Linked DNA regions of Mus musculus: region 1 is linked to region 2. The links are chromatin contacts, called in public targeted proximity ligation maps. All regions are on one chromosome and are shown on one strand. The core of a region is the stretch at or near the end of the contact, and the rest is flanking DNA. Distances in the headings are between cores, read along the strand shown.

The links.
Region 1: a targeted proximity ligation map of embryonic stem cells shows a contact between it and region 2, with 5 read pairs. A contact is called at or near these places in 5 of 130 datasets of targeted methods (craniofacial prominence, embryonic fibroblasts, embryonic stem cells and 2 more) and 3 of 9 other capture datasets (adipose tissue, liver and pancreatic islet).

What each region holds. Positions count from the first base shown.
Region 1 is chr19:5,800,881-5,804,399 of GRCm38.p6, forward strand. Malat1 (metastasis associated lung adenocarcinoma transcript 1 (non-coding RNA)) reads right to left here and starts at 1,792. Exons shown (of 1, transcript NR_002847.3): 1 at 1-1,792.
Region 2 is chr19:5,703,137-5,706,858 of GRCm38.p6, forward strand. Kcnk7 (potassium channel, subfamily K, member 7) reads left to right here and starts at 1,335. Exons shown (of 3, transcript NM_010609.3): 1 at 1,335-1,658; 2 at 2,931-3,329; 3 at 3,567-3,722. The coding sequence starts at 1,340.

The sequences.
Region 1 (3,519 bases), core at 542-3,041, 98 kb after region 2:
AGCCCCAGATATATCTCTTTACACAGAAGCCTACAACTCCCCCATAACTATTAAGACAAAGTAAACAAGTTACCATCCAAGTTACAGAAAACCACCACCATGTTGCCGACCTCAAGGAATGTTACCGCACCGCATGCTCTCCCTGCAGCCTTTCTTGCACACTGGCATGCTGGTCTAGGAGCCGCTATCTATCCTCTCCACAATGCCTGCTCGCCTCCTCCGCGCAGTTGACAAGCCAAGCCGCCAGCTAGCTTCATCACCAACTCGCTCTCGCTCCACCATCCTGGAACCCTTTCCCAGCTTCACCACCACATCCGTATGGCTCCTTCTTCCTAGCTTCCTCCACCGAACCGCACTCTTTCCTGGGCTATCTTCACCATGCACTGCTGCTGCTGGCTCCTCAGTCCTTCCTAGCTTCACCAAACTGGCTTCGGGACTCCTGTCTGCCGCTCCTGTCTTCCTAGTTCACTGAATGCACTTCTGTGTAGACCTGGGTCAGCTGCCAATGCTAGTCGTTAGGATTTTAAAAGCACCTCAGCTCAAGTCCAATGCAAAATGCTGACAATCTTGAAACTGTTATCAAAAGTCCTTTTGTCATCAAGCAAAATTAAGCTACAAGTTAAGGCTTTTAATATTCTTCTAACTCTTCAAAGGCATTCTGCCTTAACTTTTTACTTCAGTCCTAGTAGCTTTGATTGCTAGCTTCAATCTTGTATGTGGCTGTCTAAAGACTCTTCTAAACTGCTCGCTCCATCAGAAATTTGAACTTATGGCTTTAAAGATAATTTCCTTCTGACTTTATATCTTATCCAACCTTTTGGCCTCAATCTTATCTTCTTTGCCTATCTTGAATGCTGGCATCCAAAGTTGTCTTAACTTCCATTTTGTTTTTCTATCTTGCTTCTTTCTATCTTCTATTCTTCGGCTTCCTACTACCTGTGCCTTTAAGTACCTTTTCTGTCTTCTAAAGATGCTTTGTCTTCTATTTTCCTATCTTCTCTAACAGCTTTTTCTTCACCTTCCTGTATGTCTTCTTCGTCTTTCACTTCCATTTTCTAATCTTCTTTCTCCAAATACTAGCCTAACCTTTTTGTTTTTTCAAGACAGGGTTTCTCTGTGTAGCCCTGGCTGTCCTGGAACTCACTCTGTAGACCAGGCTGGCCTCGAACTCAGAAATCCGCCTGCCTCTGCCTCCCAAGTGCTAGGATTAAAGGCGTGCGCCACCATCGCCCGGCTAGCCTAACACTTCCATCTTCCCTGTTTCCAACTCATGCCTTCAAACGTACATGCGCCAGTCGAAGGATTTTTATAACGGCCGTCAACTTAACCTACTTTTCTCAATCTTTTAAAACTACACCTCATTTTCAAACTATTCTCTACAACTTTACTGTTTTAAATGCCACTTAGATTCTATTTAGGTAACCTTCGTTTTAATCTACAAGGCCGACCTTCAAACTAGAACCTTTTAGAACTTCACAAAACCTCCCTTTACAATCTCCTAAACTGCTCTGGTCAGCCTCCATTATACAGTACAAATACTTTTCTCCTCATTTCCTTTTTCAAACTGTTTAAATAAGCCTTCATGTTATCTCTTAAGATCTTCTTAGATTATTAAGACTAAGTAATATTTCGATAAGCTACTCTATTAGCTTAAGTTTAGAGTTCTAATTCTTTTTACTGCTCAATCTTTTTAATTAAAAACTTATCTGCGATTTCCTCGGGCTGAGTCTCCTGCCTCACGAGCTCAGCTGTGCTGCTCTACGCTGCTCTGCTCTCGCTGCCTGAATGCCTGACGCAGAGCCCGGAGCGCCGGTATTTATTGCAAAGGGACACGTCACTCCACCGGAACCTAGTAACCCTCCACCACCTTGGTGAAGGAAGAAAAATAGTTCCTCAGAGAGTTAAAAATAGATCCTGACTTCCAAGTTTCTAGATTTTTCTTGACGTCGTGTGGGCCTCTTGGACCTTGCTAATACAGAGAAATGTTTAGCTTGTACCAGCTAAATAGGTACAAATAGGTTTAAAATTTCTGGTCACAAGGAGAAAAAACATGAACTAATAGCTATTAAAAATGGGAGCCCCAAGTTTTTCAGATGTTTCAACACCTTTTGCGTTTTCCTGGGAGGACAGAGGGTATAGCGTATGTTGCAAGTGTTAAAACAGGCTTTCCCACAGCTTCAGCTTCCACTTCCCATTTTGTAACTCCCCGAGCGGCTGCCATTTCATGCGAAACAAGATGGAGGTCTCTCGGAAAGTGACCGGCCCTGCGAGTGGCTTCTGAGGTGGTGACACTTTGTACTGGTTTATACTGGGAATGCTCCTGTAGGGACGACCTGCAGCCTCCGGCTGCTCTCGGGGCCACTTTTCCGAGCCCGGGTACACGAGCGCTTTGGTGCTTGCCTACGTCCGCCATGTTAGGCTGCGGTCTCAGCCCAGCAAGGCCATGGTCGCTGCAGGTGAGGGCACGGCGACCTTGGCGGCCATGCCGAGCACCACCCGCACTGCGCTAATAACCGTCAGAGCCCGGCCCGTGGCGGCAAGGTCCCCAGGTCTATCTCATCGCTTCCTAAAACTACGACGGAGGGGAAAGGATGTTTTTCTCTTTCTCCCAGGACCATGGAGAAAGCGTCACTGGGCGCAGAAAGCGGGGGCCGCGCCAGGGAGGGCGGGGAGGACCGCGGAACCCGTCGCGAGGACAAAGGGGGTGGGGAGAGGCGCAAGGATACGCGGGTCGTGAGTCGCCGCCTCCCTTTGTGAGCTGCTGAATCGAGGGCTGGCAGCCGGCCGGGTTCGACCGGTTCTAACCGGTTCCAGCCGGTCTAGGCAAAGTTTCTGCTGCAGAGCCTCGCTGCGCAGGCGCGCCCCGCCCCGCCCCCAAGCGCCTTCACCACGGTGCTGGAATGACTGGTGTGGGAGCAGGGCGGCTGCGGGGGGCTGTGCTGCAGTTTCCTGGTCGCCCCTTATTGCGGCCTACTGGGCCCACGGACATGGCTTTTTTGGTCTCTATGTCATCCATTAAGTGTTAAGACACATACTTTGCTCGTACGTTTACTTTATACTCTAGAATTTTCAAAGGGAAGCGAGTCTCGGGTTGATCCCGTAAACTGGAGGCTGCCTGGATTTTTAGAAAAGCTGCTGGAGTCGTGGGAAACAGCGCCCCGGGGCGCATTGAGATCCAGAGCTCGCGATCGCACACGGCCTGGCGGCACCGTCCTGCTCCCCACCTCTACGTTCTAGGACCTGTGAATAGGGAGGTTTGGGCAGAGGCTTTCCCAGGGTAGACAGAACTTAATGACCATACAGGCTGATAGTCACTAAGGACATAAAATTACATGAATATTCTATTATAAAACTAAAGGAGAGAGGCACCCTTAGACTGAGGTGGGGCTCTAGCAAAGCTGGAGGTCCAGTGTTAGACCATTGCCTCCCTTCCCATCCCAATGGCCAGTTTAAGCTTTTTCTTTCTTCCTTATTTATTTTTCCTGAGACAGGGTTTCTGGACCAGGCTGGCCTCAAACT
Region 2 (3,722 bases), core at 85-2,584:
TGTCATCTCTAGGAACCTTTCCCAGGATGTGTCGTCTTCACCCCAGGGAGATACTCACCTCTGGGAAAAATCTCAAGGGTTTGCCCTGGGTTTGCCTCTCATATTCTGGATATGGGGAAGCCCACCCACCTGGAAGCATGGTGACCCTCCCTGGTGGCCTGGACCTGGCCTTGAGGTTCCCACCCAGTCAATGCCTTAGGGCAGTCCTTCCATGGTTTATGAATGAAGCTCCCCCAATTTACACAAAGTAGCCATTCCAGGTCTGCAGTCCAGCCAGGCAGAGGCAGGAGATCTGCAGCAAGAGCCAGAACAAAGAGTCAGGAACACCAAGCGCCCTTACCTCATGCTCTCTCCAACTGTGTCTATTCTGAGTCCCACAGAGCCTCTCCCACCCTCTGCTTAGGCGATCACTGTCCCACCCAGAATGCTTCAGCATCCTCACAAGATCTTTGGTCTACTTGCCAACAACAACCTGTCTCCTCAGCCCCTTCTTCATGGTTGGTCTCTGACTCCTATATGACTTTTTCCCTGATGTTATCTTTAAACTTTTATTTTATTTTAGACAATCTTACTCTATTGCCCTGACTTCGAACCTGCTTTGTAGATCAGGTTAGCCTTGAACTCACAGAAATCTTGAAGGCATTCGCCATCACACTTGGCCCTATATTTTTATATAGATTGCTGTTTTGCCTGCATGGGTCTTTACCACAAGTGTACCTGGTATACCTGTGCCAGGGGAAGGCTCTCAGGTAACCTGGAACTAGAGTCACTGGCAGTCGTGAGCCACCATGTAGGTGCCAGGAATCGAACCAAGGTCCTCTGGAAGAACAGCAAGTGTTCCTCACAGCAGACCATCTTTCCAGCACCATAACTAGCTTGTTCTCTGGTTGGAATATTACTTCCTTCAAAGAGTTTTCCTGGGAAGTTTGCCCTCCCCGCAGGCTGCTCCCTGGTAGTTTGTCAGCAGATTTCTTATGGGAGCAGCAGGAGAGGACAAACCTGTGTCTGTCATCTTCCCTGGTGTCTGAATGAGTGATGCATATGTGACCAAGGAGGCGTGACTTTGCGTACGTTCGTGTGAGGATCTCTCCAGGCTTTTCTCACCCAGTCAGTCTTCTCACCACAGTGTCTTCCTCCGCCCACCCCCAGTGCCCGGCTGCCATGTCTTGCCCCAGAAACTGGGCGTGCTGTGGCTCACCTCCCTCATTCACGTTCATTCTAGTCATCTCAGCCGCCTACCCACGCAGCACCTCCTCCCCGCCACGCCCTTCGCAGCCCCTCCCTGGTGCCACTGGTGGCTTAGCCTACTCCCTCACCTTCCCAGACTCAGTGCCATGCTATGGGGAGTCTGAAACCATGGGCCCGATACCTGCTCCTGCTTATGGCCCACCTGCTGGCCATGGGCCTTGGGGCTGTGGTGCTTCAGGCCCTGGAGGGCCCTCCAGCTCGCCACCTCCAGGCCCAGGTCCAGGCTGAACTGGCTAGCTTCCAGGCAGAGCACAGGGCCTGCTTGCCACCTGAGGCCCTGGAGGAGCTGCTAGGTGCGGTCCTGAGAGCACAGGCCCATGGAGTTTCCAGCCTGGGCAACAGCTCAGAGACAAGCAACTGGGATCTGCCCTCAGCTCTGCTGTTCACTGCCAGCATCCTCACCACCACCGGTAGGCACTACCACCACTACCACCAAGCAAACCAGGAGGAGGACCCAAGAGCTCTAGGGTGCAAGCCCTTCCCCCACCCCAAAGCTCCAGACAAAGCCACGGCTCTATCAGACCTGACATCACAAGTGGGGCTCCCCACACAACACACCCCAACTGGTGCCTCCACTTAAGCTGCCAGGAGGGGTGTGGCCTCCCCAGCCCCGCCCCTCAGCACTCTGCATCCAGCAGAGAAACCCGGGTCACATAGGCCTGAAGCCAGACAGAGAATACATCTGGGTGGGATAGACTCTTGGCTAGAGAGATGCTGTAGGAAGCACAGCTTAGAGCCGCCCTCGAGGAAGTCTGAGGGGAGGAAGTGGTGATGATGTGCTCAGAGCCCAGTGAACAGGGTGCAGAAGTAGGTCGGGTTAGCGAAATTCCTGGCTAAGAGAACAGATGTGCTTAGGCACAGAACTAGTCCTAGGGGGTTGGTTTTGTTTCATTGTCCTGCTAATAGTCTAAATACTTTTCAAAGTGAAATATGTATCTCTAACTTCCTTTCCAATTGGCTGGAGCAGGATGGAGCCTGCCTCTAGACCACATGGCCGCTGGCCCACCCAGTCTTCACTACACTCTTACCTCACAGCTGACTCCTAGGAGCTTTGGCCTTTGTAACCCATGGACCCTGCTGATCTTGTTCTCCCAGCATGCCCCAGTCTCCTACCTCTCCCTTTCTTGCTCCCTGCTTCTCTGGCTCTAAATGCTGTCTCTCGTGCATGCTGCCTCTTTTCAGAACGTCTTGTTCCCTTGCCTGCTTCCCTCCCATAACCCAGAGCCCGGGCAGATACACATTTGGGGAAAGAAGGCGGATGGCATGCCACAGGTTGAAGATTTGGAAATAATGGTAAAAATAAGAACTGACAAACCCAGGAAGTCAGGATCTGGCTGGGGAGACATTAGTTGTGGAGCGCTTGCCTAGAAGGCATGGGGCTCCCTGGTCTCCATCTGAAGTACAGATAAAGAGGAAGGGTCTCTCAAAGCCAGAATCAGCTTTAAATTGTTCCAGCTACAGACAGCCTAGGGCATCTGTCTTCAGAATTAATTTTCCAGAAAAGACAACAGTAACCCAGTGAGGTTAAGAAGCCAGTCCACCATCCAGTGAAAAGAGGACCCCAGCCTGAAGCATTCATGTCATCACCAAAAGGCAGACTTCTGTGGGAGGTGATGGAGAAAAAGTGACCGCCAGGGGCAGCCCACTCAAAAGCTTGCTGCCCTCTTCTCTCTCTTTTCCAGGTTATGGCCACATGGCCCCACTCTCCTCAGGTGGAAAGGCCTTCTGTGTGGTCTATGCAGCCCTTGGGCTGCCAGCCTCTCTAGCACTTGTGGCTGCCCTGCGCCACTGCTTGCTGCCTGTGTTCAGTCGCCCAGGTGACTGGGTAGCCATTCGCTGGCAGCTGGCACCAGCTCAGGCTGCTCTGCTACAGGCAGCAGGACTGGGCCTCCTGGTGGCCTGTGTCTTCATGCTGCTGCCAGCACTGGTGCTGTGGGGTGTACAGGGTGACTGCAGCCTGCTAGAAGCCATCTACTTCTGTTTCGGCTCACTCAGCACGATCGGCCTAGGAGACTTGCTGCCTGCCCATGGACGTGGCCTGCACCCAGCCATTTACCACCTTGGGCAGTTTGCACTTCTTGGTGAGTCCAGAAAAGAGGAGGGTAGAGAGGGTCTGGACTACAACTCCCATAGACCACTAGGGACTACAATTCACAGAGATCCTACCCTAGGGCACAAAATGGGTGTTGTAGTTTAAAGAACACTGGGAGCCATGTTGAGAGTTTCAAGTAGTGCCAGGGTGGATGGTCACACTGGGAAGTGGGGGGGGGGGTATTCTGAGCACCCTAAGAGCTGCCCCTACTGCCTCTTCTCCCCAGGTTACTTGCTCCTGGGGCTCCTGGCCATGTTGTTAGCAGTAGAGACCTTCTCAGAGCTGCCTCAGGTCCGTGCCATGGTGAAATTCTTTGGGCCCAGTGGCTCTAGAACCGATGAAGATCAAGATGGCATCCTAGGCCAAGATGAGCTGGCTCTGA